Linked DNA regions of Mus musculus: regions 1, 2, 4 and 5 are each linked to region 3. A link is a contact called in public HiCAR-type and promoter capture Hi-C data. All regions are on one chromosome and are shown on one strand. The core of a region is the stretch at or near the end of the contact, and the rest is flanking DNA. Distances in the headings are between cores, read along the strand shown.

What was found. Promoter capture Hi-C pulls out the DNA fragments that hold promoters and counts their contacts. HiCAR-type assays count read pairs that join an accessible place to other places.
Region 1: a contact with region 3 is called in a promoter capture Hi-C map of pre-B cells, with 11 times the contacts expected there. The contact joins the promoter of Rbbp7 here to the promoter of Piga in region 3. A contact is called at or near these places in 4 of 39 promoter capture datasets (the C10 cell line, liver and pre-B cells) and 1 of 9 other capture datasets (liver).
Region 2: a contact with region 3 is called in a promoter capture Hi-C map of the SN4741 cell line, with 7 times the contacts expected there. The contact joins the promoter of Syap1 here to the promoter of Piga in region 3. A contact is called at or near these places in 7 of 39 promoter capture datasets (the SN4741 cell line, cranial neural crest, erythroid cells and 3 more) and 2 of 9 other capture datasets (adipose tissue and liver).
Region 4: a promoter capture Hi-C map of hippocampal neurons shows a contact between it and region 3, with 4 times the contacts expected there. The contact joins the enhancer-like site here to the promoter of Piga in region 3. A contact is called at or near these places in 5 of 39 promoter capture datasets (3T3-L1-derived adipocytes, cranial neural crest, hippocampal neurons and 2 more).
Region 5: a HiCAR-type map of astrocytes shows a contact between it and region 3, with 6 times the contacts expected there. The contact joins the promoter of Txlng here to the promoter of Piga in region 3. A contact is called at or near these places in 1 of 39 promoter capture datasets (pre-B cells), 1 of 115 datasets of contacts at active chromatin or transcription factors (astrocytes) and 1 of 9 other capture datasets (adipose tissue).

What each region holds. Positions count from the first base shown.
Region 1 is chrX:162,758,588-162,763,431 of GRCm38.p6, forward strand. It overlaps Rbbp7 (retinoblastoma binding protein 7, chromatin remodeling factor), which reads left to right and starts at 1,785. Exons shown (of 12, transcript NM_009031.3): 1 at 1,785-2,120; 2 at 2,988-3,132. The coding sequence starts at 2,105.
Region 2 is chrX:162,886,635-162,891,338 of GRCm38.p6, forward strand. Syap1 (synapse associated protein 1) reads right to left here and starts at 1,828. Exons shown (of 9, transcript NM_025932.2): 1 at 1,435-1,828. The coding sequence starts at 1,651.
Region 3 is chrX:164,417,817-164,423,131 of GRCm38.p6, forward strand. Piga (phosphatidylinositol glycan anchor biosynthesis, class A) reads left to right here and starts at 1,964. Exons shown (of 6, transcript NM_011081.3): 1 at 1,964-2,024; 2 at 4,768-5,315. The coding sequence starts at 4,830.
Region 4 is chrX:166,222,947-166,227,941 of GRCm38.p6, forward strand. No RefSeq gene overlaps it. Among named protein-coding and RNA genes, the nearest start is that of Gemin8, 55 kb to the left of the region's middle. Within about 2 kb of position 2,990, at least 3 of the 459 cell types and tissues checked have an H3K27ac peak or open chromatin away from gene starts, as enhancers often do. A contact at or near this core is called in hippocampal neurons, where this site is marked.
Region 5 is chrX:162,826,991-162,832,326 of GRCm38.p6, forward strand. Txlng (taxilin gamma) reads right to left here and starts at 2,464. Exons shown (of 10, transcript NM_178935.5): 1 at 2,249-2,464. The coding sequence starts at 2,350.

The sequences.
Region 1 (4,844 bases), core at 535-3,034, 1.7 Mb before region 3:
TATTTTAGAAATCATAACTACTCATCAAAATGAGCAAATTATATTACTGACAGGAAATCACCTCTCAAGTCTTCTCTGAGTACACATAGTTCCTGCTGAAGCAGAGCTGTAGGACACAATTATTCTAGAACAAGGTGGACAAGCTCCAGTCCTTTAAATCTCGCCCACCAAGGGGCTTTTGCATGGCCCTGAAGCAAAGCATGATTTTTTTCATTTCCAAGTGATTGAAAAAAAAAACACAGAGAGAGAATATTTTGTGACCTGTGAAAAGTACACAGAGTTCAGATTTCAGTGTCTATAGTTTTGCTGGAAGATGGCCAGGCTTATCCATATTTTCTATGGCTGTTGTGTTACAACACCGAAGGCTGCCTGACCCCTGTCAAAAAAAAAAAGTTTGACCACCAGTGTTCTAGAACTCGGAGGACCCATGCTACTCCACTCTTCTAACCGCCCCCCTCCCGCCTCCAGCCACCTCTTCAGCGTTAGTCACCAGCAAGATTCTTGGAGCTGACATGGAGGGAGGGCGTTATAATAATGAATTGTACCACATGGGAAAACAAGAGACCCAAGACAGTAAATTTCTATATAAGGGAACGTGACTGTTTCTGTCACATACTAGAGTAACGTCTGAGTTGGTTTCTCGATCAGAAAAGAGAGCATCCTCGAGGCCTCTGCATGGTTGCGTTTAAGCATGAAGGCACTTGGAAAGCTATCAAGGGAACAAATGTTCCGGGGGTGTTTCTGCAAGGAGAGCCTCTGAGTTTAGATGTAGACTGTGGTTCCCTTTAAGCGTAGGCGCCTGGGCCCCTCTGCTCTGGCCCTCTTTTTCTCCCTGGGATCATGTGGCTTTCTCTTCACCCCCCCCCCCAAGGCTAAAAAGCTTCAGAGAAATGCAGAGCTCAGGTATGCAGGCCTAGATTAGCCCAGCCCAGCTCTCTCCAGTTCAGCAGCCAGCTGCAGGGTCAAAATGGGACCCCTTCAGGTGACAAGAATGACTCAGCAGGGGCCTAGGCAGGAACTGAGATAGGGAAGCAGTGGCAGGCACAAAATCCCCTGCAGCAGCAGGAAGCTAAAGAACCAGTAGGTTAAGGACGCACAAAGGTGAACATACAAAAAGTCATTTAAGTCAACTTTCGACGAGGGGCGGATTGAAGGCCTGCGCCATCGCAGGCCTTAAATAAAGGTCTGCCCAGCTTCTGGGAGAAAAAAGAAAAACCCGCCCAAGGTCTCTCCTAAAGGTCCCTTTCGCTTATGACAAATGTCACCAGAGCTCGACTGGGCCCTCGATACAGTTGAATGGGGGAGCCTTTGAGGGGTGCAGAAAACTGCGTGGCCGTGATTATCTGGGAGACTTTGCGGGCAGTGTAATCTCTCGAGACCAGGAAACCATTTTCCTCACTGGCTCTGAGATTTTGCTTTGCTAAGGCGGCTGCAGCTTCCCTGCCCCCCTCGCACACCCCCGCCGCCGCCGCCGCCGCCGCGGCTGCTGCTTTAAGCAACCACGCCCCGCGGGCCCCAGGCTTCTTGGCCCTGGGGCTCGCAGCCCCCGCGCAGCCTGCACACCGCGCTCGCATCCGCCCCACCCCCGCGCGGGCCCAGCCGCCCCCGCGGCCAGCCTGGGGAGTGACGCCTCGCGCCTGCGCCTCGCCGACTTCCTGCCGCGGAACGCCCCACCCACTCTCGAGAAGCCCACCCCCGGAGAGCGCGTCAGACCCTCCCGTCGCACGCTATTGGTCCAAGCCGCCGAGCCGTTGGCTCCCAGGCCCGCCTCTTCTCCGCCTCTCCAATTTCCCAGGGCGGCTGCGCCTGCGCTCAGCTGCCTGGGCGGGCTGAGAGGCGCGGGTTGAAAAGTCTCGTTCCAAGTTTGGCGAGAGGGAGAGAGAGGAGAGCGGCTCAGACCTCGCTACCCGCCAGCGGGGAGGAGGCAGAAGAGGAGATCGCGGCGTCTGGGGGGAGAACCCAGACGGCCAGACCGAACTCAGGCTTTTCCGAGCGAGGACTGCGTGACGTGCCTGGGAGAGGCAAGGAGCGCCTGCCGGGCTGCTCTTGACTAGCGAGAGAGAAGTCCGAGGCGGCCAAGGGGGGCGAAACGACCCGACGCAAGATGGCGAGTAAAGAGAGTAAGGATGCCTGCCCTGTGGGGCGGGCGGGCGTGCGGGCGCCGGGACTCCGGGGGGCTGGCGGGCTCCCGAGGCCTCGGCACGCGCTGACGAAAGGCGCGAATTGGCGTGAGGAGCAGGGGGCGGGGCTGGGCGCGAGACTCGCCGCGCGCCTGCAAGGGGGCCTGCGCGACACGGGGCCTGGTCGCCGCCGAGGGCCGGGAGCATTTCCGGAGCCGGGCGCGGGGGCCGAGAGAGAGGCCCCCCTTCCCCCACCCCCACCCCCACCCCGCGGCCTAGCTCCCTCCGACGCCCTTGGCTCGGGGGCGCAGGCGCTCGCGGCCCGAGAAGTCAGCGGCGGGCGCGGATTCTTCCGTGCGCGTGGTCGTCGTCCGTCTGGGGTCGCGGCCCGTGTCCGTGTCGGGAGGGGGGGGAGGAGCTGGATCCCGCCGGACTATGGCTGCCGATCGTGGCTTGGTGGGGAGCTGGGGCCTCCTGCGAGGGTGGGGGGTGGAGGGAGCAGGCCTGTGGGCTGCTGCTGTTCCACGTGGATTGGATCTATTCGAGTGGGTCGGGGCACCGGTTTACAATGCGGATCATCGTAGAACAGGTGCGAGCGGCTATAAAAAGGCTGACGAGCTCGGTGGTAGGGCAATTAATGACCCAATTCGGGTAAGCGCCGGAATCCCGATCTTGGAAGTGGAGGCGAAAACGCTTCCTGATGTTGATCTTCTCACTTTGTGGGAGAGCAGTTCGTGTGAGCAGGATAGGTAAAAGGAAAGAATAGATAAGGTGTGGCCGTCTCGAGGTGACCTCCAGGATCCGTAGCCATGCCTTTGACTCCGAGCCTTCTCAGCCACTTAATTGTGGGCTTTCTCCAAATTTCAGTGTTTGAAGATACTGTGGAGGAGCGTGTCATCAACGAAGAGTATAAAATCTGGAAGAAGAATACACCGTTTCTGTATGACCTGGTTATGACCCATGCTCTTCAGTGGCCCAGTCTTACCGTTCAGTGGCTTCCTGAAGTGACTAAGTAAGGGTTTCTGCCAACTTCTATTTTGTGTAGATTTAAGTACCATGTTAAATTTCTAGGTATTGTTAATGTTATTTTACACACAGAACATAAATACCTAATTGGTTAGGCCGAGGGTGAGGCGGCAAGTGGTTGTTCAAAACTTAAGATGGTTTCTATCGTAGAGGTGTGTTGAGAGGAGAGAATATTGTGTAATACTGTGTATAGGAAACGATGACTATTTTGCCATTCCATGACCAACATCTCTGGACTCTAGATCAATACATTATTTTCAAACTTAATAGGAAAGATTACATACATAACAAATTAAAAGCTATTATGGCTTGATGCATTAAGTGATTTTCTTGAATATTTGTAAGATTTGGCATAATTACTGATATTTATGGAGCACTTAGAATAATAGAACCTGACACATCTGAAGAGTTTAAGCCTCATAACAGAACTACTGTTGCGATTCAGAGATTTACCAGTGAGGAAAGGGGATGAGAATTTTAAGCACGGTGCTCAAGCGCTCACTACTGGCGATCTCATAGCTTACAAACTAGGGCTCAACCAACCAAAACCGGTTGGCTCCAGAATCAAGGCACTTCCTTCACTAGACTACCTTTAGGTAGGCATGTACCTTTTTTTTGTAATTTTTTTAAAAGATTTATTTATTTTTATTATATGTAAGTACACTGTAGCTGTCTTCAAACACTCCAGAAGAGGGAATCAGATCTCATTACGGACGGTTGTGAGCCACCATGTGGTTGCTGGGATTTGAACTTCAGACCTTTGGAAGAGCAGTCGGGTGCTCTTACCAAGTGAGCCATCTCACCAGCCTGGCATGTACTTTTTCTATAGGAATATGGGCACATACCTTAAAAGTATATTGATTTTTTTTTTTTGTCTTTTTTTTGTATAGTGAGCCTATAATTAGGGTCAAATGAAACTAATATACAAGGAAGAATTTGTGACCAGTGGTAAAAAGAAGCTAGTTTTAAAATCACTTGAAAGGGCTAGGTTCCATATATGAATATTGACCTTCCAGATGTGGGCTTGCTGTCTCAAAATCTCATGTTTTTTATTTGCAGGTTTTTTTATGTTAAAATTCCATTTTAAAAATCTAAATGTCCAGTGAGAAGAGTCTTGAATTGCTACATAATGGGGGCTTATAGGCATTGATTTTAATTTTTTCAGCACTGGAGGTGGTTCAAACCCAGGGCCTCAGCATAGTAGGCATGTGCTCTGTGGCTAAGGTGTTTTGAACAGATTCTAAAATAGACTGAGGGTTGGCAAGGTGGCTTCGCATGGTAAGGCACTTGCTTCCAAGCCTAAGAACATGAATTCAGTCTCCAGAACTAGAAAGCATTGACTCCTGCAAGTTGTCTTTTGATCTACACATGTACACTGTTGTAGACATGCATATCCACACACAATAAATAAATAAGTAAATAGAATAAAAATAGAATGAGCTGGGTGTGATGGCACATGGGTATAATTCTAAGTTATAGGCCTGCCTGAGGTATACTCATAAGACCATGGATTTTTGTTTTTGTTTTTTTAAGATTTATTTATATGAGTACACTGTAGCTGTCTTTAGACACACACCAGAAGGCGGCATTAGATCCCATTACAGATGGTGTGAGCCACCATGTGGTTGCTGGGGGATTGAACTCAGGACCTTTGAAAGAGCAGCCAGTGCTCTTAACCACTGAGCCATCTCCAGCCCC
Region 2 (4,704 bases), core at 578-3,077, 1.5 Mb before region 3:
TCATCCTCTTTTTCTAGTGATTTCATGGTATCACACTAAGTTTTATTTTCCTTGTCCAGTCTTCGGGAGTCTTGGCTGAGATAATGTACTGTTAAAATTTGATACTGTGGCTATTTCCCCTATGCCTCTAACTTACAGTCAAACATTTTGAACAATAGGACCTTTCCTGCTGAAGTCTGTGCGTCTTTGTTCTTTGACACCCTTAATTGACTTGATAAGTCCTTAAAACTTTCAAAATTTCGTGGCTGTGTGGTGGTGAGCTCCAGTAATCGGGAGAGAGGAAGGAGGGCTGGGTTCAAGGCCAGCCTTGGCCATATGAATTTGAAGCCAGCTTTGGCTATCTCAAAAAGAACAAAAAGCCTCACAAAATTTAGTAGATATTTTTGTTGCAATTCTCTTATGTTTACTTCTGCTTAGGGCCCACCTCCCCCCAAATCACATTCTTTAACTATGTAAGCCTGCCAAAGTCTCTCGAGAATTAATACAGCAGGTATTTATATTCTTAAGAACTACTGTTTGTTCAACTGGATAATAAAATTGGAAAGTGAAATCAGGTAGATTTTTGGCTCAAAATCTACTTGTACTACTATCAGTAAAACGCTGGACTTGTTTCCCCAACCCCTTGGGGATTGTGAATAGATGAAATGAGGGATTTATTATTCACCAAAGATCTAGCACTGGAACTTGAGTATAGCAGACAATTGGCACCTTCTTTCCCACCTTAAGGGAAAAAGGTCCTGCTGAAAGGGGAAAAGAAAAAAAAATACTGATCGCGAAGCGACAGGGAAGCAGAGGTGAGAGGATCAAGGTCATCCTTGACTTTATGGCAAGTTCGAAACCATCTAGGGCTGATTGAGACCCTGCTTCAAAAAAATCAAAAGAAGGCATGAATGACTATGGCTCGAGTAACTTTTTTTTTGGACAGGGTTTCTCTGTATAGCCCTGGCTGTCCTGGAACTCACTCTGTAGACCAGGCTGGCCTCGAACTCAGAAATCTGCCTGCCTCTGTCTCCTGAGTACTGGGATTAAAGGCGTGAGCCACCACCACGGCTCGAGTAACTTAACGAAGTTACTTTAGACAATACCTTTCAGTCCTTTCTTGGGACAAAAGGCATTTTTCTAAACCAATTCTAGCTGGGAGTCAGAGTTGGAGATTCAAATGAACGTTTTCAAGTTGAACAAACCGAATTCCTTGTCAAAACCCTGAAGACAGCAGCACACTGATCGCTTTCCGGCTTCCCAAGTTTACAAACTTTGCAGGAAAGCGACAAGTCCTTAGGCACGTCGAGGAGATGAAGTGACTGCTTGGTGAACTTTGGCGTTGTCCAGCTCCTTAGCCAACTAGCCCATGTCAGAGAGGACCGTCCCCCTCCTCGTACATCAACATCCCCGCGTCCCCTCCCAGTCCACTCTCAGGTCCCAGAGAGAACTCACTGCCAAGGCCTTTGGCCTGGTGGAGGAACTGTGGGTCCTCCGTCGGCGGCTGCTGCTGCTGCTCCTCAGTGGGCTCCACGGGCCGCTCGGGGCTCTCCTCAGAAGGCGCGGCTCCCGCGGACAGCTTGTCCCCGTCCCGGCTGGGAGGCTCTTCTCCCTCCGCCGCCGCCCCCTCGGGCGGCTTCAAGCCCAGCCAACTGCTCAACCCTCCGAACATCCCGCCCGCGGGGTCACCGCCGCCTCTGCCGCGGTCCCCTCGCCCAAGAGCCCTGGCACCCTTAACCACTGGCTGATCCGACTCCGCTGGTCTTCGAGGGAGACTGACCGGAACCGGAGACCTCCCGAAGCTTGGCCCACCCTCTCTGACGGCGGCTCAGCTGGCCGCGCATGCGTCATGTCCGGCTAAGGCTCCGCCCCCTCTGCATCGACTCCCCGCCTCCCCGCCTCCCCGCCTCCCCGCCTCCCCGCCTCCCCGCCTCCCCGCCTCCCCGCCTCCCCGCCTCCCCGCCTCCCCGCCTCCCCGCCTCCCCGCCTCCCCGCCTCCCCGCCTCCCCGCCTCCCCGCCTCCCCGCCTCCCCGCCTCCCCGCCTCCCCGCCTCCCCGCCTCCCCGCCTCCCCGCCTCCCCGCCTCCCCGCCTCCCCCTGCTTTTGGAAAAGAGGCTAAGGGCCAAAAGGGTTTTCTCCGCTGAGCTCTTCTTGCTCTCTACCCACTTTTCTATTTTCCCCAGCTTTGTTTTTTGTTTGTTTGTTTGTTTTGTTTTGTTTTTGGCTTTTTCAAGACAGGGTTTCTCTGTGTAGCCCTGGCTGTCCTGGAACTCACTTTGTAGACCAGGCTGTCCTCGAACTCAGAAATCCGCCTGCCTCTGCCTCCCAAGTGCTGGGATTAAAGGCGTGCGCCACCACGCCCGGCTTATTTTCCCCAGCTTTATAGGTGTGTGGTTGGCATCTTTGGGGGCTCTCCTACCTGGTCTCACTTTGTGATTACCTCGAGATGACAGCCTCCTTTTTTAGGGCCAGCTGGACCGGGTTACACCCCCACCCTTGGAAAAGGAGGCCTCAAGCCTCCTCCTGAGTTTAACCCAAAGCTGGGAGTAATGCATAGTGATTTAGGCCAGCCTGGGCTACCTAAGTTCTTGTGTCAAGAGCAGAACATTAAAAAAAAAAAAAAACCTAAAGGAAAAAAGGAAGGAAATCAGCTGAGCGTGGTGGCACATGCCTTTAATCCCAGCCCTCGGGAGGCAGAGGCAGGAGGATTTCTGAGTTCGAGGCCAGCCTGGTCCACAAAGTGAGTTCCAGGACAGCCAGAAAAACCCTGTCTCAAAATACCAAAAAAAAAAAAAAAAAAAAAAGAAAGAAAGAAAGAAAGGAAATTAATTGTAAGGAAGAAGTTGGGGTGGGGTACTTATAGATTAAAAATTGGTTTACAGTGGGTAGGTAAAATGGATTAGCAGGTAAAGGTACTTGCCACCAAGTTTGGCAACCTGAGTTTGATTCCTGGTACCTATCTGATAAAACTGACCCTTGCAGGTTCTCTGTCCTCTGATCTCTACACAGGCTCTGTGACTACCTATACCATAAATAAAATTTAAAGTATTTCACACAATAGCTTAGAGAACTTACTGGGACTGAAGCTCAGTCAGTGGTAGACTGCTAAAACACATGCCCAACACAGCAAATCATGCGCACACATATGGAATAGACCTGGCTGAATGGGGTGATACATGCTTGTATTCTCAGCATTCAGGAAGCTGAGGCAGGAGGATCTTGAGTTCAACACAAGCCAGAGCTACATGAGACCCTTTCCCAAACAACCAAATGAGTGGCACTTAGAATTTAAAACCCTGGTAGTTTACGTGCTCAGCCCTGATCTCCACATGGCAGAAGAAAATAGCCCACTCCTGAAACTTGTTCTCTTGTCTGTATCAGTGTGCATTGTGTTCTCCCCAAACCCCACACACTAAATAAAGCATAATAAAGATTAAAATAGGGCTGGAGAGATGGCTCAGCGGTTAAGAGCACTGACTGCTGTTCCAAAGGTCCTGAGTTCAAATCCCAGCAACCACATTGTGGCTCACAACCATCTGTAATGAGATCAGATGCCCTCTTCTGGTATGTTTGAAGATAGCTGAAGTATACTTACATATAATAAATAAATAAATAAATAAATAAATCTTAAAAAAGATTAAAATAAGAAAACCCTCGAATACTCATTTAAAGACAGGGTCTCAAAGCCTAGCACAGTGGCACACACTTTTAATCCCAACACTTGGGTGGCAGAGGCAGTCAGATCTGAGTTCAAGGCCAGCCTCACCTATATAGTACAGCTAGGGTTACACAGTGAGGGTTTTTCTTTTTTTCTTTTAAATATAGGGTCTCAAGTAATCAGGCTGGCCTTGTCTTGGATTCTCTACCACACTCACCAAGCCTTTCTTATCTGATTCTGGGAATCAAACTCGCTGCCTTCTCTATGCTAGGTCTATACTATACCGATGGAGCTACATACTCACAGTCCACAACTGTGCATTTTATTTGAATACTAATTCAGCAAACACATTTAAAAATGATGACACACGGGCTGGTGAGATGGCTCAGTGGGTAAGAGCACCCGACTGCTCTTCCGAAGGTCCAGAGTTCAAATCCCAGCAACCACATGGTGGCTCACAACCATCTGTAACAAGATCTGACGCCCTCTTCTGGAGTGTCTGAAGACAGCTACAGTGTACTTACATATAATAAATAAATCTTAAAAAAAATGACTCTTAATTAAAAAAAATGATGACACACATATAAATGGTAACTTGGACCTTAGGAAGCTGATGAGATCAAGGAATTGTGAAATCATGTTTAAATTGTGGTCAAAATTCAAAATTTATCATCACCCATTTTCTTTTCTTTTTTTGGGGGGGGTTGTTTTTTTTTTTTTTCTGGTTTTTCGAGACAGGGTTTCTCTGTGTAGCCCTGGCTGTCCTGGAACTCTGTAGACCAGGCTGGCCTCAAACTCAGAAATGTGCCTGCCTTTGCCTCCCAAGTGCTGGGATTAAAGGCGTGCACCACTGCTGCCTGGCTATCACCCATTTTCAAAGTCAGTAATTTAGTAGTATTAAGCACATTCACATGACTTTGCAACCAATAGCCAGAACTTTTCATCTTGCAAGCTGAAATTCATACACTGCTTCCATTCTCTGCAACTAAACTTCTAGCAAACATCATTTTACTTCATCTTTATGGACTGGTCTGCCTACTGTAGATACTTATGTTCAGGGCTGGGTG
Region 3 (5,315 bases), core at 714-3,213:
CATCTTTGCTGGAAATCTGGGTCAGCATCAAGTACATTTTCTTCAGCAATTTTTCTTAAGCATTCGACCAGTTTGCTCTAACTCTTACTGACAATGCCAGTATTCTGGCTAAATCTCTTCCCTACCTCTTTCTTGTATAATTGCACAAAAATATCTTTTGAACAGTCAGCATCTGCCTCTGTATCTTTATTCACTTTTTTTTTCTTGAAAGGATCTTGTTCTCAACTTTTATGGACACCCCCTACTTCTTGTTTCATAAATGTTGGTAGATAGAAATACTTTTTTCTCTGAAGCTCCCAGCCTTTTCCCACATATTTCCCTTAGCAATTCCTTTTCTCATAGACAGTTCCATATGCTTCAGTTTCATTTTGGTTTGGAAATAGTACTCTTGCCAAGTTTTCTCTTTGTGTACTTTGCATATAGATAGCCAGCCAGCTTTCACTACATGTGTGAGGTGCCTCCCACTCTAAAATTATCCAAGGAAGCTTATTTACATATGAATTTGCAAAGAACTAAATTTCAAGGGAAGATGCTGACTACTTTATTTGACATCTTTTCTTTTTAGACTATTTGATAGTACAACTGGCATTGGCTGCCTTCATACCTTATCATCAGAATATCCAGCACAGCAATATTTTAGTCAAATTCTAGTGGCTTCCAAGAACGTTCTCTAAAGCAGTGTTTCTTAACCTTCCTAATGCTGTGGTGTGATGACCCACAACCATAAAATTATTTTCTTTGCTACTTCATAACTGTAATTTTGCTACTATTATGAATCGTCATGTAAATACCTCCTATACAGGATACCTCAAAGGGGTCCTGACACACTGGTTGAGAGTCTTTGAAGGCATGCTTTGTGGTCGTTCAGGCAGAATACTACAGTTCAAATCTGCTACAACTTTTTTGTTTTGTTTTGTTTTTCCAGACAGGTTCTCTGTGTAGCCCTGGCTGCCCTGGAACTCATTCTGTAGACCAGGCTGGCCTCGAACTCAAAAATCTGCCTGCCTCTGCCTCCCAAGTGCTGGGATTAAAGGCGTGCGCCACCACACCTGGCACAACTTTTTGTTTTGTTTTAGAAAATACCCTTAACTTTACCACAAGCTTCAAGTGGATGCCAGTCATGGTGATGGTGTTGTTGCTTAGAAAACAATTTATTCTAGAAAATGCAGGAATGGCCATGCTGGGGAATCTGCAGGTACCAACTATAAAGAGCAGGTGACTATTACAACAATCGAGAGATTCTGTCTTCTTGGCCAAGCACAATCTGGCTCCAGACCGCAAGACAGTTTTGGCTGAGGACTGCAGCAGCTTGAGCGGGAGCGTTTCAGGTTATACCTAAGATTCCCTGACACCCCCCCCCCCCCATAGAGTTGTAAGACAAAAACAAAATCTGAACTTTTAAAAGGAAAGTCCTCAGTCTTTAGGACACGCACAGATATGTAGATCTAAGATTCAAAGTTCAGAGTTTAGTTTTGACTTGCTGTGATTTTTCTTTATTTTTGTACTTTTATGCATCACATTTAGCAATCCTGCCAGAATAACAAGAATGGATGTGGTTGGTTTGGCTGTGGTACCATACTGACTAGAAACGCCCTGGCCTTGATTTCCCCGCCCCCTACCCTGCCCTTCCTCTTATCCCCGCCCTCCCCGCATTCCCGCTCCTCCCCCCAGCCCCCGGCCCGGCCCGGCCCCGCCTGGTCTCTCTAACCGGAAGGAGGCGGGGAGAGACCGGGCTTCCTGAAAAGAGACGCAGTAACTAAGCAACCAGGGCACTTACGCCCGGGACCTTCCGCAGCTCTTAGGAGACGTGCTCCTGCGCTCGCTGACGCTACAATCCCGCGCTAGAGACTTGGGCCCGACTGGGCGTCTCTCTTCTACGTAATTCAGAACCTCTGTGTGATTGGTTATCATGGGGGCGCGGCGCTCGGATCGCGGACGCTTCTGATTGGTGCTTTGGAGCAGCGGGGCGGGATTCTGTTAACTGCCGCGGGAGGTCCGGACAGTGGCGGCCATGGGACTGGAGGGTAAGTACGCGTCTTGGCTGTCCTTTCTAACGTTCTCGGTCTCTCTGGATGGGGTTGTGCCGTTCTCACAGGACCGTGGCAGGCTGTGGAGGAGGTGAAGCCTACTCTATCTGAGGCCCGGAAGTCGGGTCCGTGGGTCTCCGTAATCAAATGGGGATTGAGGGTGCCTTGAGGGTTGGAACTGGTTCTTAGACTGAGTTTAGTAGAGCGAGTGACTGGAATCTTAGGACGTTTTTCCGAGTCCCTTTGGGTCTGGCCGGATCTTGTCTCATCCTGGGGTGCTGGCTGGTGGACCCGGGCTGATCCTCTTTGGCTCTAGTACACCCGAGCTGCCTCTCAGGGAGTGCGTGTGCACTGCCTTGGGACTGGATTAAAGTATACTTCTCTTGATTTCTCAGCCCTGTCCGAGCCCCCTCTAAGGATCCTCAGAAGCTTCTACTAATAAGGGAGTTCCCTGGGCACGATTGAGAATTTTGAGGACTTCTTGACTTTGTCATTTACATGGCTTGGGTAGGGAAGTTGTACAGATCGCTTAGCATGTAGGGCTGGAGAGAGAATTGACCAGATTTTACAGCCTCTATTCACTTATAGAAGCCAAGATTCAGTGAGTATTTTCACATACTTTCATTTGGTTCATTATTTCTGTTCTTATCATTCACTTCTTAAAACGGGATAGGACTAAAGGACCAGGTTTAGATGACACATGACAGTAGCACAGCATTAGCCACTTGAGGCTTTGCTTTCCCCTTTTGCAAACTTCATATTTTCTTGCTTCCATTATTTGTTTACTTACTGGTTGTAAATTTGGTCTTCCCTCCTCTTTTTTTCCAGTTTATGTGTCCGGGTGCCCCCATGTAGCTGTCTTACCCTGCCCTAGAACCCTCAATTCTCTGTCTCCCAAGCACGTGCTCCTTTCTTTCCTGCCTCCTCCCTCTGAATTTCTGAGACGATTTTAAATGTAGGTGAATTTGTGGGAGAAAATGGACACATGTAGTTGCAGGTGAGAGCTGAAACTCAGAGAGTTAGGATAGTAATCCTCCATTGAGTTCTTTGTAGACTTGTAGATCTCAACTAAGGCGGATTTTTGCCAGATCTCTAAAGCTGTGGCATTAAAAGTCTAAGCATCTATAGAACAGAGTATTGAATGAGCACTTCATATGAGCATCACTTTAGGGAACTCCTAAAGGGAACTTTTCTTAGCCTTAGATGTAGGAAAGAGCCCACATGTAAAGCCTGTGTCCTGTTCCATTTCCTTTCAGGGTCTACACTGAAAGGGTGCTCAGGGGAAAGGCTTCCATAATTAAAAGAAGGGTTCTGAAAAGAGAAGGGAGCAGTTTAAGCATAGCTATCCTTGAATAAGGAAGGAGAAGCCAGATTGTCTTCAGCATGAGCTCTAGGGAACACTTGAAGAGGGTGTTCTTAAAAAGAAAGCTCTAGTTCCAGGTACATTTTAAAGGAAACCACAGAGATAATACCAGCAGAGCCTTATGGGATGTACTGGGTCACTAGCTAAGCTGTGCAGCCCTAATCAGCACATTTTCTGTGAAGAACCAGATGGTAAATATTTTAGGCTCTGTGGGTCATCTGATTTCTTTCAAAGCCACAGAAGTAGCCATTCAGAATATAAGTGAATGGGCAAGCCAGGTTCCTGTAAAAATTTGTTCGTAAAAATAGACAATGTGCCAGTATACTTAGATTCACATCCTAGCCTGTTTTAGTATCCTTTTCTGCTTCACAACCCAGAACAAAAGGCAGTGCTATAAAACAGCCTTTTTGCTATTTTTCATGACTCTGGAATCTGCTAGACTTAGCTAGTGGTACTTTTATGAGTCTTTTCAGGGGTTTCTGTAGAAGGCTGCATTTAGCTAGAGGTCTGGCTAGAAATTGGGCGCAGGTAAGAATGTAGAGGTGGCTGGGTCCCTATCTCTCCATGTAGCTTGTAAGCCCTTTTCCTCTCATTGTCTCCCCCATGTCCTTCTAACCTAGTAGCTGTATGATAACTCCAGAAGTAAAAGCCATCGAACCTTTCATAGGCTGAGGTCAAAGATCTGCATGTCCCTTTTACCATGTCCTGTGGCTTACATGGTCCCAGTGCAAGGGAGATTCCTAGGTGCAGTGGTGCACACCTGTAATCCCAGCCCTCAGGAGACTGAGGCCAGGAATATTGAATTCAAGGTCAGCATGAGCTATAAGCTAAAACTTGGCTTTAAAAGTATGTGGGAAGGTATGGTCGCTAATAGCCTGGCACATTGTGTTCTAACTTCTTTAAGCTTTTGGCTTTGCATTTACACTATATAATTGATACCTTGTATAGGTCTGTCAACTAGACTATGGCCACATATAGAAAACTCTTAGTCTGTGTAGTGTTGGATAGATAGTGATTTAATAGGTAAGAAAGCTTAATAAGCTGATAAGAGTGATAAGAGAAGCAGGGAAATGGATGTTTAATTTTTTGAAAGAATTGGTTTTGTAGCAAACCATTATGCACTGTGACACAACGTTTAAAAGTGGACCAGTTTCCCAGCTCAGTTAACACATTGCAGAATCTCAGTTCTTTTGTCCTATGGCATCACCCTGCTAAGCAAGTAGATGTTCTCAAATGAATACGTTTATAGTGTGCTTTGCTTTTATTTCTAAGTGAAAAACTTTAAAAATATGCCTTAACATTAAAACTATTTCTAACAGGATTTGAGGTATGAAAGGAGATGCAGTTTTGAGCTGATGTCCTGCTTTTCTCTTTCAGGTGACAGAAGACACATTTCTTAACTGGCTTGCTCTGAGAACTGATGCTTGGACCACCTCAGCATGGCCAATAGAAGAGGAGGTGGGCAAGGCCAGCCTCCTTCAGTGTCGCCTTCCCCGGGTAGCTCTGGAAACCTTTCCGACGATAGGACCTGCACCCATAATATATGCATGGTGTCAGACTTTTTCTACCCAAACATGGGAGGCGTGGAAAGCCACATTTACCAGCTCTCTCAGTGCCTCATTGAGAGAGGGCACAAGGTCATAACTGTCACCCATGCTTATGGAAATCGAAAGGGCGTCCGTTACCTCACCAATGGCCTCAAAGTTTACTATTTGCCTCTGAGAGTCATGTACAACCAATCTACAGCCACGACTCTCTTTCACAGTCTGCCATTGCTCAGGTACATATTTGTTCGGGAGAGAATTACGATAATCCATTCCCACAGTTCTTTCTCTGCCATGGCCCATGATGCTCTCTTCCACGCCAAGACAATGGGGCTTCAGACAGTCTTCACAGACCATTCCCTTTTCGGATTTGCTGATGTC
Region 4 (4,995 bases), core at 1,740-4,239, 1.8 Mb after region 3:
AGGCCAACTTTGTATTTTTTTCTTTCCATTTTTTATTAGGTATTTAGCTCATTTACATTTCCAATGCTATACCAAAAGTCCCCCATACCCACCCACCCCCACTCCCCTACCCACCCACTCCCCCTTTTTGGCCCTGGCGTTCGCCTGTTCTGGGGCATATAAAGTTTGCGTGTCCAATGGGCCTCTCTTTCCAGTGATGGCCGACTAGGCCATCTTTTGATACATATGCAGCTAGAGTCAAGAGCTCCGGGGTACTGGTTAGTTCATAATGTTGATCCACCTATAGGGTTGCAGATCCCTTTAGCTCCTTGGGTACTTTCTCTAGCTCCTCCATTGGGAGCCCTGTGATCCATCCATTAGCTGACTGTGAGCATCCACTTCTGTGTTTGCTAGGCCCCGGCATAGTCTCACAAGAGACAGCTACATCTGGGTCCTTTCGATAAAATCTTGCTAGTGTATGCAATGGTGTCAGCGTTTGGATGCCGATTATGGGGTGGATCCCTGGATATGGCAGTCTCTACATGGTCCATCCTTTCATTTTTTAATCAGCATTAAAGATGTCATTCTGTCTCTCTGTATCTCTGTCTTGCTCTCTCTCTTTCACAGTTGGATGTGTGTGTGTGTATGTGTGTGTGTGTGTGTGTGTGTGTGTGTGTGTGTGTGTGTGTGTGTGTGTGTATTTAAAGTCTAGGCTCCATAGGTACCTGGTAGGAGTCCCTGACTTTGAGGACACTGGGGAAACAGTTTCCACACAGGGATGAAGCTAGAGTTCCCAGCCTAGGGCTGGTTCCCACTGGGGCTCTTTTGGTAGAGCCAAATCCTCAGTACAATTACACTGGCCTGGAGTCTAGTGTGGTAGGTGACTATCAATCATGGAATTCAGCTTAGATGAAATTGTGGCTTCTGGTTGGGGCTGCTGTCTCCCTGACAGTGCTAAAGCCAGCTGCTTTGTACCTGGAACCCCAGAACGTTGAATAAGACCCAATACACTCTAACTGCAACATCTCACTTAGATGAACTCCCAGATGGCAAGGGGAATAAGGATGTATCCCCATCTTCTAAGGGATCACTTCATTCTGAAACCGTGTGACCAGCTTCCTTTTAAAGTGTCAGGCAACTGCTTGGCAAGAAGGGGCTTTCTGAAGAGACTGGAACGTTCTCCAGCCAGATCTTATGTTCTGCCCTCCCTGAGCAGTACCCCCCAACATTCATTTTTGCTGGAGAGCAATTGGAAGTAACCATTAATTGCTCTAGACAGGGTCTTTCAGAGCCTGTGAAAGCATTTGAAAATTTACTGTAGTGCTGGTTGGTACTGGAAACCACTTAAAGAAAAACAAAAAACAAGACTCTTAAATATTTGTATCATTTTGGGGGCATATGAAAAACGAAGGGTCAGAAATTAAATGACAGTGACTCACCTGCTGTCCCTTCCAGTACAGTGTGTCAAAATAGTGATAATTGATGCAATCAATTTAGAAATCATTTCTTTTTTCTTTCCGTTTTCAGTCTTATGTAGCCCAGGTTGGCCTCAAACTTTCTATGTAGCCAAGGATGGACTTGGATTTCTGAGCCTCCCCTCTACCTCCCAAGTGCTAGGATTACAGGTGTGAGGAGCTATGCCTGGTTCTGTGAAGCAGTCTTGCTGGTCCAATGGTCACGGGGCACATTTCATAGCCTGCTTTGTCAGAAGGCCACACTAATGTCTGAGCACACAATGCTAGAAGACAGGCAGCCCTCCCAGCAATATCACAAAGCATCTCTTGTAGCTAGTGTCATTTCTTGCAGGCTGGAACTGGGTTGAGTAGGCTAGGAGGTAGGGGAAACACATTATTACTGTGTCATGGAATCGAGATGAAAAAACGTCAGGTTTTCGTGCTTGGAACAAAACCAATTTCCTTATTTACACCTATACCTTCATAGCCATTGTGTCAGCAGTCTCACCTTGAACTCCCTGTGTAGCTGAGGATGATGACCTTGAAGTATTGATTCATCTGATTCTACTTCCAGAGTGCTGTGATAACTGGCATGTGCCACCACACTAACTTTATGCAATGTTGGGATTAAATACATGTTTTCATGCTTAGTAACCAACCGCTCTACCCATTGAGGTACACCTCTCCCTTACTTTAATAAACTCACTAACTATCCTTCCCTCGGGCTCATTCTATAAGTCTTTATCTGCAGTCTAGTCAAAGATCTAGCTTTAGCTAAGAGGCAGTCCTTGAGGAGGAAAGGACACTCTTGTTTCTCCAGCACCCTTAACCCCTCCAGCACCACTAGACGAGAAATGCTGCCAGTGGAGTCCGAGGCATTCAAGCCCCTCCTATGACATGGTGCAAGTCACCACTGGACCAAGAGGCAAGTCATCACTTCCCTAGATGTCAGAAGTAGTAGCATTGATGGATAGCCTGCCAAGTATGCATAAGGCCCTGGGTTGTATCCCAAGCACCACTATACACTGGGTATAGTGGAGCAAGCTTACAATCCCAGGACTTGGGAGGTAGAAGTAAGAGGACCAGAAGTTCAAGGTCATTTAGCTATATAGCAAGTTAGAGGCCAGCCTGAGCTAATGAGATCCGGTTTCTAAATTTACAAATAATAAATATGCATGCACACACAGGGGCTGTGTGTGTGCGTGTGAGTGAGCACACATGTGCACGCGCGCACTCGAGTACTCATGCATGTGCTCTAGTGACTGGTGGGAAGTAGACAAGGAAGCTCAAAAATAAAGAAAAGGAGGGGAGTAGGAGGAGTAAGAAAAAGGAAATCAGAAAAAGACAGCTTGAGAACAGTGAGTGACAATGAGTAAGACAGGAGAACAGCAAGGAGGACAACTGCTGGGAATGTAAGCCAAGGACACTGTGGGAGTGGGAGAATGGCTTCTGGGTAGCTGCTGCCTCCTGCCAAAGAGAGCTGGCTATGCTGTGACCTTCATCCCCCATCCTGGCATCCCCTGTGTATACACACTTGGCGCCAGGAGAGTGGTGGAGTGCTAGAGAGAGGGTCTGAATGCACAGATACAAAGCTCTGAACCCAAGAAATGAATGTCAGGCTTAGAAGTCATTCCAGAGATCAAAATCTTGGTCTTGTGATGGAACCTTCATGAAATGAGAAAACCAAGAAAAGCACCATTCAATGCTACTAAAAGGAATGTGTGACAGTGTGTGTGTGTGTGTGTGTGTGTGTGTGTGTGTACATGAAGTTTAACTTACACTTCTACCCATAAACATGGAGGCCAGAGAAAAGGCTAAGTGGGTAAGGAAGGTTGTTGCCAAGCCCGACTCCCTGAATTGATTGATTCCCTGGAATCTACATGGTGGAAGCAGATAATTGACTTCCAAAAGCTGCCCTCTAACCCACCCCCACCCCCCGCACACACACACACATACACACACACACACACACACACACACACACACACACACTGCCTTCTGAAGAAGCCATGCCTAGGGCCCTTCCAGGATGCTCAAAATGGGGAGATTCTGTGTAAAGGATGAGGCCTGCACCACAAATATATATCTGAGTGCATTGTATACTCATGTTCTTAACAACTTCTTAAGAGAGGTATGGTGGTCCTCTCCCAATCTATGAAAGAACACTAGCTCAGATAGGTTTGGATCATGCAAAGTACCACAGTAAGGGCAGTGCCAGAATGGGTTCTGAGCAGCTCTACCTGGTGGCTTCTGTCAAAGCTAACTACCTATGGTGCGACACCTAGCTTCACTTCAGTATCCCCCACATCCACACATGGACAGGCCTACTGCATCACCTGGTGAGCTGTAAGCAAGGTTGGGATTTGTACCCACCTACCCTCGAAGCTTGCCTCTCTATGAACTTGTGAGCACCATCCTAGATGAGTGGATTGTGCCAACAGAGTACTATCACCCACCCTTCTTGATAGGATCTGATACTTATGCAGCTGCCCCAGCAGCAAGGTAATAGACACACATGTCAAGAAGGCAGACCCCATTACCCCATCTGCAAAGAGGTTCAGAAAGCCTGCGCTCAGAAGCCACAGCCAAGGGGGCAGCTCTTTCAGAGATGAGCAGGGTTTTGTAAGACCTCAGTCTGCTCACACTACCCACGCAGAGCCCCTTAGCACAGTGGAAACCAAATGTCTCATAGCTGTACGCCTACATATTTTTTTTCATGGCCCTTTGCTATGGTACAGAGATGTTCACACTCAAAGGTCGATTAGCATTGGCATTTTGTACCATAAGCTTAAATCACAAAACCACTGTTTTCAAATGCATGTGGGGCTGCAGGGAAACACAGGACACAGGCAAGATAATAGGCATGCCATTCGGTGGCAAGAAAGAACGCTGTGCTTCGTAATTACTTCAGAATCAGTCATTCAACAGTACAAAGGGGAAAAAATGAACTGAGATAAAATTCCCTTTTGGGGATGTAATTATGATTATTCTAAAGCAATTATTATTCATTTTACATATTGGGAAATTGCTCCCCAAATATGACCTGTTTAGCGATAGAAAGCTACTTCAATATAATTTGAATAAAGGATTTTGATTCTTTATCTCAAATTCAATTGCATTTTGAGGAATAAAAACAAGTGTGAGGGTTCTTAGAATTATGAATTGCAATTACTTTGGGTTTTTTTTTTTTGACATAATGTTGGCTGTCTGGCCCACTAATATTTTATCCTTGTGTGTGCTATGCTTTTATTTTGTGACCCACAAAACACAAAGGATATTCTGAAACCCATGGCTAGGCAGAGGGACAAAGCATGAATAGGTATGGCAGGGAACAAATTGAATGACAGAGAGATTACTTTCCTCTCCCTTTGACAAGGAACAAATAATAAAAATAAATAAGCAAGTATATGCAGAGAAAGAACAAAATGAAGGTGGGTATCATTCTGAGAGGGGAGACTGAGTTAAACAGAATGGGGGAAAGAAAAAACACAGAGTAGCTATTCTTTATATGGCCAGCCCAACCCTTTCATGGTGATAAAGTGGAGAGCCTCAGGCTCCAATA
Region 5 (5,336 bases), core at 1,214-3,713, 1.6 Mb before region 3:
CCAGGGACCAAGAGAGCCCATCTCCACATTTCTTCACTTCAAGTCCTATGATATAAATAATAACAAGAAATCACGTTTCTCAATTCCTCCAATACTCTAAAAACAACTGAAATTGTTTAACATCATTTCTGCTTCCTGAAAAACAAAAATATAGAGGTTAAGTTAGAAAAAGGAGCATTTTCTTAGGTTCCTCACCTAGAATCAATAAACTGAAGATCATGAATGAGCAACTAAAAATTAATGTTTACTGACACAAGATGTTCACCCAATTTTGAACTGATGATTCAAAATGTAATGTTAGCTTCTATTCCATTTTATAGTAAGATAGAAACCAAGAGTCCCAAAAGAGCATGAGCAAAGAAATACAAAGGTAGTAAAAATAAAAGACATACAAGACTATTCATATACAGCCATTAACCAAAGCTCTGAACTCTGAGAGTCTTAGCCTCATAGGTTAAAATACTAGTTAATTAAACCTTACTTCCTAATTCAGTGACTTTCTGTCCTTATTCCAGTGGCATAAAAGGGAACTTATGTCCTCAATTGCAGTGGCTTTTTATCATCAGAGGTTTCCCCTGGGGAACCTATGAAATCAAACACTGAGTTTGGCTCCCCACCCTCAGGGAATAAATGTCCAAAGTGACAGTGCTGAATCCCTAAAGAACTGTTGGGCCACAACTTTTCCAGTGTCCCAAGCAGTAGGTCCCTCTTTTATGAGACAGAATAGAACATGAAAATACCGGACCTTAGAAATAAAGCACCCCAGGCCAGAGTGGTGGCTCACTGCTGTAATCTCAGCACTCAGGAAACAAAGGCAAGAGGAAAATGGTACTTTCAAGACAAGCCTGGGCTACATAGTCAAATGAGGCCAGCCTGCTACAGGGTAACCGATTTCACAAAAAAAAAAAAAAAAAAGTGAGGGAAAAAAGGAACAGGCCCCAAAAAGCCAATTCTTGACACTGCTCAAATGTAAACCAGACCTTTGTTCTCCCTTTTGAAGTTCATGAATCGCATTAGAAAAATATTATTTCGTAACTTCATACAGGAGTGGCTTTTAAGATTAGTCAAATACATAATTAAGTAATATTAAATAGCTCTCAGTGGTCAAGCAGGGTGTCCAACAAGTCAAGCGGTTTCAGTATGTTCTCCTGCAAGGCAAAGGGATGGAATTTACACTTTTTCAATACCATACACCCCAGTTCTTGGTTCCTGGGCCTGAAAGCCCTGTACCCTACTCGTTGTGCAATCATTGTCAAAACTCCACCCACTGAGCTCCAGAACAAGTGGATTTCTCCCATTCTGAAAGAGATCTCGATTTTCTTGTATCCAGGGAGACACTGAAAACTCCTTGACGTGAGTCAAGTAAGGCAAGGGGAAACAAACAGTCCAGCTCTTCTCCTAGATTAAGAAAGACCAAAACCGAAGCCCAGGAGGAAACTCAAGTTTCCACTTATCAAATTAAAAAGAAAGAAAAGAAACAGAGGGTAGTGGCAGGAAGCCGGAGACAGCTATCAGAAGATGATGCTGGTTCCCCAGCATCACCACCTCATCCCCAGCCTCACACTCAAGGCAGGTCCATGATGCCCAGAGACCAAGCCCCGTTGTGGATCCCGGGAGCCCCGCGGCGTCCCCCGCGTAGCCACCCGCGCAGTGTCGCGGGGGACCGCGGGGGGGCAAGGGGAAGGGGGGAAGGGGCGAAAGGCAGCCCCGGCTTCTGCGCTGTTATCTTACTGCGCAACAGCCTCAGCTCTGAGGCCGGGGAGCACCCCGCAGCGCGCGCCCTACGCACCTGCCCAACACGGAGAGGGCTACCCCGTACCCCGATAAGCCCCCACCCCCACCCCGTCACCTCCTTGGGCAGCGGAGTCCCAGTGCCCGGTGACCACACAGGCTGAAGACTCAACACCCGGGGCAGCACCCGCCGCACGTGGCTGTCACACCTGGAGCGCCCCTGCCTAGCACCCCTTCACCCTCTCAGACCGGGGTCCACCATGTCCTCCCTCAGCCCCCTACTAGGCGTAGTGTCCCCAAGTCCCAACCACCGTCCCTTCTCACCAGATCCATTTCAGTCACAACCACCCCGCACCTGCTCCCCAACTATCGTCACTCTTCTGAAGGAAAAGGGGGAACGGGCCGGATGTTCGTCCCGTAGCTAAAGGTAAAGGGGTAAGTGAAGAGGTGAACCCCAAAAAGGGTAACCCAATCATCCCCGCGACCCAACCACAACGAAGGCGTCCCCTCCACTGACCTTCTGCGGGGGGCTACGTCGCCGTCCGCCCCGTCCGCCCTCACTAGCCTCCTCAGTACCGCCGCCTCTTCCTCGCGTTACCTCCTCAAGCCGAGTCGCCATGAGGTGACGGCAGCAGCCAAACAAGCGGCTGGACCAGGGGCACGGAACCTCTCAGGGGCTTCAGCCCCGCCCCCTTTACACCCCAACCAATCGTAGCGTGAGAGTCTTCTCACGTGACCGGAGGAGGTTGGCTCCTGAGGAAAGGCAGTTTGTTGGGGGTGGGGAGCGTAAAATTTTGGGCTGGGCTTCTGTTAGGGCCGAAGGGCAGACAGAGGCCGCTGGAGTCTGCGCGGACCGGGAAAGGGAGTAGACTACGAGTCCCAGAAGAATGTGCGGCCCCGGCGTCCAGCCATGAATCCGGATAGGAGCGTCCTGGGGGAAGAGTACCCGCTGTGCTGAGTGTGCAGCCTTCTGGGGCTTGTAGTCTCTGAGCGGCAATGTCGCGGTACCGGAAAGTAGTCGTTATTAACCTACAAGAAAAGTTTTAAAATCTTCCAGAGTTTGAGAAGGAATAGAATCAGAGACACTTCTTTGTGGTTTTGCTTTTTTTGCTCTTCTTCATAATTGTGCAAGTATAATTTGAGAATAAGAGACTCTTTTAACTTCGCTATTTTCGAGGTGGGAGATGCAGTCTCAGAATTTGGAACATTGGACACTTGCCCAGAGTACAGCCTCTCTACCAGAGTTCTCCCCAAGGTTTAACTGTCCAGAGTTCCTTTGGGCTGGAAGCCTATTCACCTTTGCCCAACTGATCTGGCTTCAAGTACAGTTCTCCATGTTAGTTCAAGATTAATTCGTATTTAAAATGTCTTGCTTTTTGCACCATATGTTTTGCTAATTAAAAATATCACGAACTCTGTTTACTAAAACAGTTATTTTTTTCTTGATATGTTAGAGAAGGTCACTCAGAAATATCCCCTGTTTTCTATTTAATGGAACCAGATCCTTAGTGGCCTAGTGTCTAGAAGTCACTGACCATCACAAAATCCGGAATTGAAATAATTCACTATGAAAATCTGTACAAATATACTTTCCTACAGTTGAACACAAAACAGTGATACCAGGAGCCAAAACTTAAATAACTTGAGGGACTGAAAATTTCAAATGAGCAAATTCTTAGGAGAAAATAGGGTTGGTTTTGTTATTAATGTTGTTTGGGGGTTTTATTGTTATTTTTTTTTTTTGTGGTGCTCATTATCAAACCACGGATCTCATACATACAACACCTGCACTCAACCACTGAACTACACTCCAGCTCAGTTCAGTTGAAGAAATTCTTTTTTTTTTTTTTTTTTTTTTTTTTTTTTGGTTTTTTTGAGACAGGGTTTCTCTGTGTAGCTCTGACTGTCCTGGAAGTCACTCTGTAGACCAGGCTGGCCTTGAACTCAGAAATCCACCTGCCTCTACCTCCCAAATGCTGGGATTAAAGGCGTGTGCAACCACACCCAGCCATGCTGAAAAAAAATTTTTAAGATTTTATTTATTTATTTATTTATTTACTTATTATATATGATGAGTACCCTGTAGCTGTCTTCTTTTTAAAATTTATTTATAATAACAAATATGTACACTGTAGCTGTCTTCAGACACACCAGAAGGACATCAGATCTTATTACAGATGGTTGTGAGCTACCATGTAGTTGCTAGGAATTGAAATCTGGATATCTGGAAGAGCAGTCAGTGCTCTCCAGCCCAAAGTTTTGGGGGTTTTTTTGGACTTAGAAAGAAAATCTCATTTACAGTTCATACGTTTATAACAGATGTCAGAAAATTACTCCTTAACCTGCTGTGGTGTTGCAACCTTTGGAGACCCCCATGCAGGAGACAGAGACAGGTGCATCTCTGTGAGTTTGAGGCTAGTCTGGCCTACTTAATGAGTTTCAGGCCCAGCCAGTATTACATAACCCCGTCTCAAAAAAAAAAAAAAAAAAAAAAAGGAAAGAAAGAAAAGAAAAGAAGCCTGGCACTGGTGTATAACAGGACAGCTGGACTACATAGAAAAACCCTATTTCAAAAAAACAAAAGGGAAAAAAAGGGAGAAAGAAAAGAAAATTGCTCCTCAATATGTTAATTTTTTCAGGAGATTTGAGAGTATAGTTACTTCTGATTGTTTAGTATGCCAACTAGGCATGCCTGTAATCCCAGCTTTGGGGGAGTCAAAATTACAACTAGAAAAGAGAATCTTGGCTACATAGTTACAAGGCCAGGCAGAGTAGTGCGGTCAAGCCAGCCTGGTCTACAAAGTGAGTTCCAGGACAGCCAGGGCTATACAGAGAAACCCTGTCTGGAAAAACAAACAAACAAAAAAAGGCTAGTCTTGCTTAATATCTACATACCAAGTTCCAGGCCAACCAGAGCTATCACAGTGAGACCCTGTCTCTCTCTCACACACACACCTCAAGAAAGAATGCACTGTAGCACAAATGATAAAGTAACTTGAGAAGGGGGGTAGGGCGGGGGATACACTGTAGCACAAATGATAAAAGTACTTGAAACCTGGGCTCAAACAAAGAATAAACTGTAGCAACAATGATAATGTAACTTATAAAACTATACAAAAGATAGCTTTTGCCAGGTCACACACACACACACACACCCTTCATGAATCAAACCAATTTGTTTTGATTTTTTGTTTGTTTGTTTGAGACAGGGGTTTCTTTACATAGCTCTGACTGTCTCGGAACTCCCTAGACCAGGCTAACCTAGACCTCACAAAGATCTGCCTTTCTCTGCAACCTAAGTGCTGAGATTGAAGGCATTTGCCACTTGGCTCCTTTTCTATTTCTGAAAGTATAATTTGATTACAAAATGCTTCCCTTCCCTTCCCTTCCCTTCCTTCAAACCTTCCCAACCACCCCACATTGCCCTCCAGCCACTGCTAGCTAATGTATTCTATTGAGAGCTCAGATTCCAGGCCTAACAGATTCAAGTCTTTGTTTCTGAGTCTTAAAGGGGCACTCCATACAGTCTTCGGTGATTGTTTTCACCTTTGTTCCAGGAAGTATCTGTTTAAAGCACAGTGCTTGTAAATTTGCTTGACAATAGA